Regions from separate parts of the Mus musculus genome. Here region 1 is linked to region 2. The links are chromatin contacts, called in public HiChIP or PLAC-seq maps. All regions are on one chromosome and are shown on one strand. Each heading gives the region's core, a stretch centred on a gene start, on an enhancer-like site or on the middle of the called end of the contact. The rest is flanking DNA. Distances are from core to core; before and after follow the strand shown.

Region 1 (2,700 bases), core at 2-2,501, 690 kb before region 2:
TCCCTTGCCTGTGGCATTTTTTTCATGACAGGTGTTCACTGGCACTAGTTTTTCTTCCCGCAGAGACGGGAAGGAAGGCAGAAACTGTAACCAGGCAAGCGCCCATCTCTTATAGAGCCTATGCCCGGGACTCTAACCAGCCTCTACCCACCCCAACAGCTTCCGACAGTCAGCAGACACCAGCCAAGATGATGCCTACCCATACTACACCAGCCCCAAGACTGTACCCAGGACTCAGATTATCGGTACCCAGATAAGACCTACTGATAAGATCACCCATCGTCCGGGTCCCAGCCTAAGCCCAGCTCCAGAACCCCGTGCCAGGCTCCGACCAGCCCGCACCTCCCTCCGCAGCCCTTGCCAGACCCACTGGGTCGTCAGTTCATTCCTCCGAACCACCCTTGCAGCGGTAGCGGGCCCTCCCCTCCAGAGGCATCCGTTCCCTTACTTCTCCTTTTACAGAAAGCATCTGGCGAGCCCGCTTCCTAGCAAGGCAGAGGCTCCACCACGCGTCGGAGGAACCCAAGCCGCGGTCCTGCCCGAGGAGTCCCGCTCGGGCTCGGTTGCTGCGTCCCCATAAGTCCCCGGAGGGAGTGTCGCCGGCGGGAAGCTCCGCTCGGTCGCTAGCCTGGGCCGGAGCGGCGACCGCACGGCGGACACCGGGCACCGCCGCGCAGGGACGCGCTGTGCCTGCCTGGGCCTGATGCCGGCCCTGCTGGCTAGTCCGCGGAAGCTCGCCGGGGCTGCTGTGCCCGGCCGCGGAGTGTCTGGACCCCGGAGCCGCCTGCACCAAGCCCTCCCGGGCCAGCGGAACAGCGGCCAAGACCCGGGACCGCGCGCCACGCGCTCGCAACTCCGCACCGACGCGGGGCGCCCCGCCGGGGCTGGGGCTGGGGCCGCTTGGAGGACCCGAGGCCCTTATGGGGCCCGGGTGCACGGTACTCACTGCAGTAGGCGATGAGCAGGCTGGCCAGGATCATGAATGCCCAAAAAGTTGAGGACATGCTGGGCAGGGCGGTCGCATCTTGCCGGCTGCTGGTCCTGGGCGATGGCGCCATTGAAGCCGCGGTGCCCGCGCGGGGGGCAGCAGCGCTTCTCAGCAGCCGGCCCTGCCCGCGCCCCCGCGCCGGCCTCCACGTGCGGGCCCCGCGCGTGCCATCCTCCTCCTCGTCCTCCTCCTCCTCCTCTTCCTCGTCCTCCTCCTCCTCCTCCTTCTCCGCCGCCGCCGCCGCGCCCGGGCCCCGGCCCACTGCGCCCCGCGCCGCCCGCCCCGCGCCGCGCCCGCGCCGCCCGCGCCCGTGCTCGCCCGCCCGGGGACGCCAGCCCGCGGCTCTGGGCGTCGCTGCGCGCCCCGGCTCAGCGCGCCCCGTCACCAGTACGAGGGGCGCGCCTGGAGCGCGTGCCCGGCGTGGCGGGGCCTCGCACTGGCCCGGGACCGGCGAGGGAGGCGAGCAGAGGGGACGCCGCGCCCTAGCCGAGCCTCTGGATGGCGACAGAGACGGCCCAGCATCCTCGTAGCCTGGGCTCTGGGCGCGCAAGACCCTCAGGGCCAGCGGGAAGTTAGGTGACTTGGGACCCCCTTCCCCCCCCCCCCCCCCCACGCGAGAGTCTTCCACCAAAGGCCTGGGACGCTGGGGTCCCAGACCTTGTTTGGTATTGATCCGGAAAGTGAACCGAAAGTTTATTCAAAGCAAATAATGCTTTCAGCCTGTTTCCCATTTGTGCCCAGCACCAGGGCTCCTGAGTATGCCTTGTTGCTCTGAGCCCACCAGAGAGCATCTGAGCGCACCTGCACCCTGTCTCTAGAACTTGCCATCCTGTGGGCTCTGTGTGTCTACCCTAAGAAGACATTCCTTTGCATCTTCCTGATGCACTTCCTTGACTCCCGTGTACCACAGCCTCTGCCCCCAGGCCATGGCCTGTGGTTCCTCTCTCTCATCCATTTTCCAGAGTGTGTGCAGGATAAAGTCCCTGGTCTGGTTTTCTGAGGAGGGTAGCGAAGACTACAACTCTGATGTGCATTCCTGCCGTTGGACAACGGGTTTGCCCCTGTAAACCAGCGGAATCGGGTCACTTCCACTTTCCCTTGTAAGTTCCTTGCACTCCAGGAAGAAACTCTAAAAGCTGGTGTTTTCCCCAGGTGGCCCTGTAGGTCCATGGCCATGAAGGTCGATTCCATTCCCTTCCTGTGCACCAGTGAACATGCTAACAGCAGGCCCAGTTAGGCTTCTCATTGGTGTTTGTTCTGCATGGGAAGGGGTGGTACCCCCACACAAGATCTCATTAGAAATGGAGGCTTTTCCCCACAAGCTACTTGGTGCATACCAGCATAAGCCTTTCCCCTTGCACCCTGGTCCAGTGTGGCATTTAAACAGACCAGGACATAGAGAACGTTGCTGAGGGGCTGAAGGAGGGCAAGTACCCAGGTTGTATACATACGCAGACACATACGCACTCCACATGCGCACCATGTTCATGCACACACGCACACCACATAGCTGAACTCCATACACACTCCACTTGGATACATGCATGCCACAAGCTTGTTTCTACACAAGCTACATGTATATCATGTGGCTATAGGCACACACTCCCCTACATAGGTACATGCACAAGGCACTGACATTCACATGCATGCTACATGGTCACACATACCTCCACATACATGCACACATATACACACATGTATGCTATATAGAG
Region 2 (2,700 bases), core at 145-2,644:
GATGAATGGGTGGATGAATAACTAGGTGATTGAGTGAGTGGATGGCTGGATGGCTGGCTGGATGGATAGATGGGTGAATTGATGATGGATAGATAGGTGGATGGGTGGGTGAATGGATAGACAGATAGTGATGGCCGATAGGTGGTTATTATATGGGTGGATGGCTGGGTGAGAGGATGAGCAGATGAGTAGGTGAATGGGTGGCTGGTGGATGGGTAAAGAAAGGTTGGATCAATGGGCTGATGGAATCCTAGTGAGTCAGTATCTAAATTGCTACAACTTGGTCTCCGGGTCCTGAGAGCAAAGTCACCTGGACGGAAACACTCTGAGCATGTGTAGGGAAGATTCTAGATCAGGATAGCTGAGGCAAGAAGACCTACTCTACGTGTGTTAATACCACTTCCTGGCCTGAGGTCTTAGATTTAATTAAAAGGAGAAAGGAGAGCCTGATTATCAATGTCCCTCTCCAGTTCCTTCCTGACTCTGGGCAAAATGTGAGCGGCTCCTGCCGCCATCATGAACTGTATCCCTTCGAACTGTGATCCCATCCTTAAGTTGCTCTGTCAGGAACTTTGTCACAACAACACGAAGGCAGCCAGTAACACTATTCTCACTCTGAGCCTCGGTTTCCCTCCTTATGAGAAAGAAGACTGGATGATATCAGTGACCCTGACTGCCCCGTATGAGCTCGGAAGTCTGAAGCACAGACGAATCTTTGTACAGCCAGACACTCTGCGACACCAACTTTAGAAGAGAGGGAAAAAAATATATTAATGAGGAGAATTCAAAAACAAAGCAGAAACCCTCCTGTCAAAATCAGAGTTCTATTTGTCAGGAAGCTGGGCCAGGGAGGCTGCTAGCTGAGATCACCCACGGCCTCATCTTTATTCATGTAACTCTGCTCAGCAACAAAGGAAATACCTCCATCAGCGCCAGCCTGAAGGGCAAGGAGGGGTTTCTCCAGCTATCTGAGCCGAGGTTGGCCTTCTGCCTTCCCCTTCCTAAAAGAGATGCAGGTGGTTTCCACCAACCTGGGCACCTGTCCCTGGCAGGGAAAGCAGTGGTCAGGTAGACAAGACCAAGAGCTTGTGGCCACCTTCCCCAGCAGGTAGCTGATAGCTGAAGAGATAAGAATGAGAGGCTGGTCTTTCCCTTCCAGCAAGAAATTAGCGTTTTGACAGAGGAGGGGATTTTTTCAGAGATGCAGCCTGGGAACCTGGCTTTCTAATACCGAGACCTGGCATCTATTCCTATTTCAATGGCGTCTGATTCCAGCCACTGGGACTCCCGCGGTTCTTTTCTATGGAATTTGCATCGAGATGATTAGAGACCGTAGGAGATGGGGAGCCAATTTTTTCCCCAGCCCTGAGCTTATCAATGCAGGAGTCAGCACAGAGCTCAGAGCAGACTTCATCTTGTCCTAGGAAACTGCTTCTGCTGCCACCACCCCCCTCCCCCCCCACGCCTATCTGATACCCACTTCAAAATGAAAAGAAGAAAAGTTAATAAAAATCAGAAGGACACCAGACCCATCACTTAGCATCACCGTGGTGATCAAAAAACCGTGTAAGAATACCTTATGGAAGCACTCTGCTTAAAGAATTTCACCCCTGAGAAACAAGTGACTTTCTTCTTCAAAGCTCTGGTGTATCAAAGTCTCCCAGAAAGAGGAGAGTGGGAAGAAGACAGAAATTGGGGTTTGAAGGCATGTTAATGAGTCTTTTCTTGGAAGACAGGAAACCCTGTCTCCATACTGGCTCTTAGCAAGAGACGGCTGCCTAGATGCTTCCGAGAGCCAGGGCTGGGTAAATGGGTTCCAGGCAAATCTCAAGAGAGGACCCCGAGGCAGGAGAGTGAAGGGGAGCCACCACCGGCAGAGGTGGCTCTCCAGGGAAACCTTTCCAAATCAACTTGCTGACAAGGCAGTTGTGGTGTGCAGAAGCCTTCTAAATATTGATCACACATCTGAGAAACAGAACCAGATCCCGCTCGGTCGGTCTTCAAGGAGCAGGGTCGGCTTGGAGTCCAGCCAGCCTGAGTCCCAAGAGTCATGGCTTGAAGCCATGAATGGGGTTTTCAGAATCAGGTTTAACTCCAGGAACCTCTGTGGGGCCTCAGCCTGGGAAACATCCTTCCCCTTAAAACCCTGCTGGCAGGTTATTCCCTTCTGCCGAGCCTCTGAGCTTTGGAGAGCAGGCAGGCCCTGGTTCCTTTCTCCCATAGAGAGGGATGTTTGGGTGGATAGGAGGCTTGCAATCTAGGCTGGGCGCGAGCCCACTTGTAACTGTCTCTCAGGTGACAGTAGCCTAGTGCCTAGGCATAGACTCTGTAAATGTCTTAAGGAGACAGGAGCAAACGCCCTATGAGTGGGCATGCTCTGTGACTACCCCAGAGTAGAGGGTAGCTGAGGGCTCAGCTGGCAGGTCCCCTGCTGCACTTTTCCCCAGAGCCTTTGGCAACCCATGGGTCTTCCCCTGAGCTATGCAACTCTACTCTCCACTGATTCTGGAAGCATCTGCTTCCTGGTTTTAAGCATCTTTCTCTACAACCTGGAGCAGTAAATGCTCTAAAATGCTTCATCCAAACAAATTCCAGGCCAAAATAACATTTGTATAAAAGTGGCCCACGGCAGTTAGCAACTCGTTTATCAAAGACAGCATTGTTACAGTGTAGTAACTTGAGGACCACAGCTGAACATGG

The links. HiChIP or PLAC-seq counts read pairs in DNA pulled down with a chosen protein or histone mark.
Region 1: a contact with region 2 is called in an H3K4me3 HiChIP or PLAC-seq map of forebrain, with 6 times the contacts expected there. The contact joins the promoter of Tafa5 here to the enhancer-like site in region 2. A contact is called at or near these places in 5 of 39 promoter capture datasets (the C10 cell line, embryonic stem cells, hippocampal neurons and 2 more) and 7 of 115 datasets of contacts at active chromatin or transcription factors (SST interneurons, VIP interneurons, embryonic basal ganglia and 4 more).

Annotation. Positions count from the first base shown.
Region 1 is chr15:87,542,850-87,545,549 of GRCm38.p6, reverse strand. Tafa5 (TAFA chemokine like family member 5) reads right to left here and starts at 1,251. Exons shown (of 4, transcript NM_001252310.1): 1 at 947-1,251. The coding sequence starts at 1,058. It overlaps Gm35471 (a long non-coding RNA gene), which reads left to right and starts at 1,577. Exons shown (of 3, transcript XR_384322.2): 1 at 1,577-2,088.
Region 2 is chr15:86,850,880-86,853,579 of GRCm38.p6, reverse strand. No RefSeq gene overlaps it. Among named protein-coding and RNA genes, the nearest start is that of Gm35284, 49 kb to the left of the region's middle. Within about 2 kb of position 1,394, at least 9 of the 459 cell types and tissues checked have an H3K27ac peak or open chromatin away from gene starts, as enhancers often do. A contact at or near this core is called in forebrain, where this site is marked.